Regions from separate parts of the Capra hircus genome. Here region 1 is linked to region 2. The links are chromatin contacts, called in public Hi-C maps. All regions are on one chromosome and are shown on one strand. The core of a region is the stretch at or near the end of the contact, and the rest is flanking DNA. Distances in the headings are between cores, read along the strand shown. Region 1 holds the start of STAT6 (signal transducer and activator of transcription 6). Region 2 overlaps LRP1 (prolow-density lipoprotein receptor-related protein 1).

The links. A called contact is a pair of places that touch in the nucleus more often than the background predicts.
Region 1: a Hi-C map of blood shows a contact between it and region 2, with 2.2 times the contacts expected there. The contact joins the promoter of STAT6 here to the enhancer-like site in region 2. A contact is called at or near these places in 2 of 5 Hi-C or Micro-C datasets (both in blood).

The regions. Positions count from the first base shown.
Region 1 is chr5:55,651,944-55,655,254 of ARS1.2, forward strand. It overlaps STAT6 (signal transducer and activator of transcription 6), which reads left to right and starts at 1,265. Exons shown (of 22, transcript XM_005680308.3): 1 at 1,265-1,518. LOC102180828 (a long non-coding RNA gene) reads right to left here and starts at 1,317. Exons shown (of 3, transcript XR_001295688.2): 1 at 1,208-1,317.
Region 2 is chr5:55,584,894-55,588,253 of ARS1.2, forward strand. LRP1 (prolow-density lipoprotein receptor-related protein 1) reads right to left here. Exons shown (of 89, transcript XM_018048051.1): 33 at 3,265-3,360; 34 at 2,830-2,964; 35 at 1,200-1,331; 36 at 845-979; 37 at 523-652; 38 at 273-399. Among named protein-coding and RNA genes, the nearest start is that of NXPH4, 33 kb to the left of the region's middle. Within about 2 kb of position 1,413, at least 1 of the 5 cell types and tissues checked has an H3K27ac peak or open chromatin away from gene starts, as enhancers often do.

The DNA.
Region 1 (3,311 bases), core at 15-2,514, 67 kb after region 2:
CTAGCAGTGCTGGCAGGATCTGAACCCATGCAGCCTGTCTCCAGGGGCCAAGTTCTTAACTCCTACCCTCTGCCTAGCTGGGGACTCCGACCTGCACATACTTGCCCATCCACGTGGATGGGAGGGGGAGGAGCCAGGTTCTGGGAATCAGATGGGACACCAGGGGGCAGCATAAGCCTGGCTTTGGCCCCTGAGCCCAGCCCTGTTTGGGGAGAGAGGAGGGGAGTAGAAACTGCCTCCCACCTTCTACTGCTCCTCAGAGACCACCCTTTCCCCATACACGTCTCTCAGGTTTGGGGGCTTGAAGGTCCCTTGGCCTCCTCCAGCTCTTCCTTCAGCCAAAGCTTCAAAAACCATCCAGTAGTGACAATGATGACTCAGAAGCTGAGCAAGCCTTGTGCGTGTGAGTGTGTGTCCTTGTGACTACATGTGGCTCTGAGTGCTGACATGTCTGTGAGCCTGCCTGCACGTGTGTGTAAGCATGTGTGTGTGTGGGAGGGAGTGTCCTTCTGGCTGGGGAAGTTGTCTACATGCACGTTTATTTCTGGGTGTGTCTCAGTGTTTACTCCAGAAACAGATAGGAACTTTGCCAAGGTTGCACAGCAGACTCATATTCAAACTTGTCCCTTGGGAACCTACGGGCAGCAACTCCAGCTTGCCGCTGGCTCCTACCTGGGTCCCCGGAGTAGTACCCCATGAGGAGGTGGCGGAAAGGATTTTCAGTTCCAGGCATCCCTGGAGGCCTGCAGGATTGTGAGCTTCACAGCCCCCTCCCCCACTCCCTCCCATCAGCGGGTCACGAGACCTCTAGGGCGTTCCCCACCCAGCAGGGAGGGGAACCGAGGAGTCCCAGCTCCCCGGCCGCTTTCAGGGTCTTCCACTGGAGGGAGCACAGGGCCAGAGGGATTTCTTTTTCCAGAGCCCCCCGCCGTACCCCCCACCGGGGGGGTGGGGAGCCCAGTCCCTCTTGAGCCCAAACCTCCGGCCCTTGCAAGAGTTTGAGTATGGGAGCTGTAGTTTGGGGTGGCTTGTCTCTGCTTGATATTAGGTGACTTTCTGGAGGAAAGTTGATTGTTTTTGATGGGGGACAGAGTAAGTGGGGATCAGCCTTTCCTCCAGCCTGGCGCCAGGGGCCCCCAAGCCCCAGTCCTGGCTCCCCCTCCCAGCCCATGCTCCCCTACTCCATACCAGAGGCACACATGCTCACCCCACTTTCTTCCTCTTCCTCCTCCAGCCCACTTTCTCTTCTCTGTGTCGTCAGAGCTCCAGGGAGGGACCTGGGTAGTCGGAGAAGCCGGAAACAGCGGGCTGGGGCAGCCACTGCTTACACTGAAGAGGGAGGACGGGAGAGGATTGTGTGTGTGTGTGTGTGTGTGTGTGTGTGTTTTCTTTTTGGTGGTGGTGGAGGAGGAGGGGTGCTAGCAGGGCCAGTCCTGAACCCGCTGGACAGAGCTACAGACCCATGGGGCCTGGCAGAGCCCGCTGAGAGAGGGAGACGACAACAGAGGGGTTGCCAAGGTGAGGGGATGCCTCCAAGGAGGGAGGGTGGGGGGCCTCTGACTACCAATGTGGGGGGCGGAGGGGAGTGCTTTTCAGGATCCTGCCTGGGCAAAATGGATGGTCCCCAAGAAATTGTTTCAGCTGGGGCTGGTGGCTGGTGTTACTGAGTTTTGGCAGTTTCGAAATATCAGAGGAATCTGGAGTGGGTACAGGCCCAGCACTTGCCCTGCTCCTCCCCAGCATGGGTCACTTTTTCCACACACCCCATCCCCCGCAATCCAGGGACGTGTTAAGGCAGGGGAAGGAGGGCAAGGAGGTGCCCCTCTGCCCTCTGGGTTTGGGGGAAGTGGCCGCCCCTCCCTATAGAAAACTGATGGCAGGGGGCAGTGGGTCCTCCACAGACCCCTATCCGGGCCCCCCACAAAGGTTCCTCTTCAAGGGTGTGGCCAGCGGGTGAGCGTGTCCCAGAAGTAGAACCTCATGGTGCCCCAGAGGAGGGGGAATTTCCCCCTCAAAACTGCTCCACGCTGGGCCCGGCGGCGTCACGGAGTTAACCCTCCCGGTGCCCAACTGGCTCCGCCTCCCCGCGCCCCTCCCCGCCCCCACCACAGCACACACACACTACACAACTCAGAGAAGCTCTTTTGACGTCTGATCCTGTGGTCCCACGGTCAGAGGGCCCAGGAATGTCGGGGGTTGAGGTGAAGTTTAGGCCACGAAGCGGGGCTGATGAAGATCCTGGACTTCCCTTCCCCATGGGGAAGGGAACGCGGGCCCCGCCCCCCCCCCAGGCCGTGGCTCCTCCCTCCCTGTCGGTATTCTGTGGGGTTTACAGCAGAAGATGCCCCTGGCCTGGCTGGCCGATTGAGCCAGCCTGGTTATTGGCTGGGAGTGGGGGAAAGTCTGGCCCCTCGTTGTCTGAGGATGGAGTAGGGGAGATTTGAAGGCAGGGCCATGCCAGGAAGCTGGTCACTCTTCCTAATCTAGGGGATATGGAGGAAAGGGGAGCTGCCTCTGACTTAGGGATCACCTCGGTCCCCCAGTAGGGTAGAGATAGAGGTCAAAGGTCTGAGCACCCTGAGAAACAGGAGTGAAAGAGGGAAGAGAGGAATGGAGTCCTCCCTTAAGTTTGAAACACAAACCAAAAGGTGCCCCACCCCAAGGTGGGTGTAGAGAAAGGTCTATGAAAGGACCCTGAGCAGGAGGGGGAGGATTCTGCCTTTGGGAGAAAAGAGTTCAGGGGGATATAGGAACTGGGGGAGGAGCACGGATCTCCAGAAAAGGGGCCTCTCTGTTCTCTGTTCCTTTGGGAGTCCTGGGAGAGGGGAGAAGCTAACGTGCCGCAGCAGAACTTGGGGCTAAGTGGGTTGAGGGAGACCTAGGGAGTTTCCATCCCCATCCTTTCTGTCATCTCTGGGAAGAGAAACATGAACTGAGAGACCCCTGGGGAACCACTGGTTTACCCACTCTGCCCTGCAGTCCACCTAGGATGGGGAGGCAACTACCTCCTCCCTATTCTCCCATCTCCTTGCCTCTTGCCCCTTTTCCTTCTCTTCCTTGTAGTCCGCTAGCCTCTCCGCCCCTCTTCCAGGCTTTTTGCTGCAGGCTAATTAACCTCACTTTTTCTCCTTCCTGAGTTCTCTCTACTTTTCCTCTTGCTCCATCTCCTCTTCTTCAGTTCTCCTTCCATGTCCCCCTCCTCTTGGGATTATGAGATCTGGATCCGGAAGGGATCCTAAGGGCACAGAGTGGTGGTTTATCCCCACTTGGGTTCGGATCGCTTGCAGAGTGGCCTTGGCAAGTTGGAGAAC
Region 2 (3,360 bases), core at 163-2,662:
ACTGTCTCCTCCCTCCTTGCTCTACATCCTCCCGCTCTCTGACCTGCGGCTCTGCTGGCCTCCCTCTAGCGCCCACTTGAGTGACCTCCCTGACCATCTCCCGGGTGGTGGAACCCTACTCTGCATGGGGCCTGGGCCAGAGGACCCCATGACTCCTTGGTCCATTTTTTCCCACCAATGGGCATGTCACATGAGATTCAGTGGGGAGCTGCCCCTCCCCGCAGAGCGCGAGTTCCGCCTCTTTGGCCCTAGGGCTGAGCCTGCATCCAAACCTGATAGTCCACGGAGATGCCGTTGGGCCAGCTGATGCTAACGTTAACCAGCACCACTCGCTCACTGCCATCCAGCCGAGACCGCTCAATCCGCGGGTACTGGCCCCACTCAGTCCAGAACAAGTACCTGGGGTGAAGGTGGAAGAGGGGGTCAGTCCCCAGAGCACGGAGAAGAACAGGCCTGTGGCCAGAGGGCCTGGACCAGACCAGAGCCAGGAGTGGGGACTGGTCAGCCCACCCTGCTCCTCACCCCTTCTCCGGGTGGACTGTGATCGCCCGGGGCTTGTCCAGACCCTGGGAGATGACCACGTAGCGGAAAGAGCCATTGAGCCGGGCAACTTCGATGACATCAAAACCCTGGTCCGTCCAATAGATGTTGCCTGAGGAAAGAGGAAGGCAGGGGGCTCAGGGGGGCGTGTGGGGACTCATGTACCTCGTCCCCTCCAGCCTGAGACCCCCGCTTCTCCCCATCTGTTCCTGCCTACCCCTTCTCCTCAGACCCCCTCCTCCTGAGACCCCACTGCCCCAGTCCTCTGCCTCACCTGCAGTCCATCAGCCCCCCTAGAGCTCACCGGCGATCCAGTCCACTGCAATGCCCTCCACGCGGCCAATGCCGTTGGTCACCACATCCTCACGCCACGTCTGGTCCCGCTTAGCCCGGCTGATGGTGCTCAGGCCCATGTCCACCCAGTAAATGGTGTCATTCTCTGGGGGCAGAGGAGCCAACATGGGGATGCTCACCGAGGCAGGGGACAAGGTAGAGGGGTCAAAATCACAAGGGGATGACTGAGAGCTGGGGAGACCAGTGGCTTGGGACGGTATAGCAGGGTAGGGCAGCTGTGGTCAGGCAACCTCTCCCTGGTCCCCCAGAACACTTCACCACGAAGGGAAGGCCATGTCCCGCCCGCTCCTGCCACCATGGCTCACCAGCATGGAAGTCAATGCCGACAGCCAGCGAGGTCCCCGACACTGGGACCAGGGCGTCTGACTTGTCGTTCGGATCCAGCGGGATTCCCCGGATCCCCTCATGTACAGAATACAGGAGAAAGGAGCCCACACCTGAAACACAAGCACACTGGGCATGAGCCTCGCTGACACCCTTTAAGCTTGGCTCTGTCACCCACAAACCCTTTTGATACCTCCTCCCACCCATCACACCTCCCCTCTCACCACACACCCTAGCTTGGGGCCTGGGTGGGGACAGGTCCAGTCAAGTCACCTGGCCGGCTCCAGGGAACCACCTGTGAGACCCCTTAGTGCCCACTAGAGGGCAGCAGAGACCAGGCTTTCACTTCACACAACCAGCTCTGCCTCACTCTCTGGGTCACACAACCCTTCAACAACCCTAAAGGTGTTAGGGAGGATCTGGAGAGGTTCAGATGAGTCAACAGGACCAAGTGACTCCCCAGTCTAGATTTTCACCCTAGTTTCCTCTTTGTCCTCGTCTGTCTGGTCTGTATCACATCCTTGGGTCTCTAGCACCCGGCTCCTGAGCCAGCCTCCTTCCCAGTTCCCCATTTCTTATAAGGTGCCACTATCCATGCACCCTAGAATTTCCCCTGCCTTTATCCCCTTGCAAAGCAAATCCTCAACTGAATCCCCCTAATGGGCCCTGGTTGCTCAGGATCCTTGAAAAAAAAGGATTCATGCTCGAGACTGGGGAGACTCCAAACACTTAAGAGTCTCCCCACAGAAAATTCTCAGAGCAGATGAGCATATGGAAGGCTCTGAGAAGTTCTGCAGCAAAAAAAAAAAAAATCCACTTAAACTTAATTCAACCCAGTGTTTCTTTCTGTAACATCGACCACATCAAAGAGGGAGGTTCCTAGGAGTGCACTTTGGGAAATGCTGTCCTGGGGCGGGCTTGTAAATCAGTCAGCAAGTTCTTGCGAAACAGCTCTGAGTTTCATCCCTTCTCTTCAACCCCGCTGCTGAGCCCCAGCCCAGGCTAACAGCGTCCTGACTGGTCTAACTGCCTTGGTCTCTCCCTCCCCTACTCAGCCGGCTCTCTGCCGCCAGGTTAATCTGCCCCAAACACCACTTTCCAGGTGCTCCTGGCTGAGAACCTGCAGAACCCCGCCTGCCCCACAGCCTCACCCATGAACCCCACACCCTGCCCGCCACTCAGGCTGGCACCTCAGGGCCTTGCACCGACCCTCCTACTGCTCTGGACCCCTTGCCTGGCATGTTGTCCCTTCTCCTTCAAACCACACACTCAAATCCTCTGTGCCCAGCATACTTCTTGCATGAAGTGACCCTGGTGTCCCCTCTGACATCTATTTCTCCAGAGTCCTACTGAAGTCAGAGCCACTTCATGTCTCCCCTCCCCCACCTTTGGTTAAGCCTGCTGAGCACAGGGACAGGGACTTCTGTCCCCTGCCTCCCCCATAGCAACCAGCACAGTGAATGCTGACTAAGCATCTAACCCAGAAGGCACTTAATACACAATGGACTTGTCCTGCACCCAAGCTGAGAAGAGGAAGGTGGGCTGTAGACAAAGACAAGTCAGGTTGGGGACCGGGGTCAAGGGGAGGGGAGCAGAGGCAGGGGCACTGACCCTCGCAGGCCTGCTGACCGCTCCGGAGGCTGTAGCCGGCCGTGCACATGCAGGAGCGGGTCGTCTCGGACGTGGGCAGGCAGAGCTGCGAGCAGTCGCCGTTGTTGACGCTGCAGGGATTGGTGCCCTCGTGGTCTGGGGGCGAGCGGGAGGCACAGAGAAAGGGTTACTGGCTCTCTTCAGGACCTCGGCGTCAGGCCTGAGCATGCCTTGGGACAGGACGGTCACCCCTTGACCCCAGACCTTGTGGGGGTCACCACCCCTACCCAGAGGGTCTCCAGTCCCGCAGGGCCCCTGGCCCTTGTGAAAGAGGGGCCCCATGGGTGGTGAGCAGAAGCTAACCCGTTCTCACTCCCCTCGCGTGCGCAGGGCTCCTCCTGGCGCAGCCCTGGCCTCTGACCCCAGCCCACTGGCCCTGCCCTCGCCCCGCCTCACCCAGCTGGACGCTCTCATCGTAGACCTTCATGTGCATCACCAGGGTGGTGCTGTTCCGCAAGACCACGGACCCCGAGCCGTCAGCCTTGCTGCACG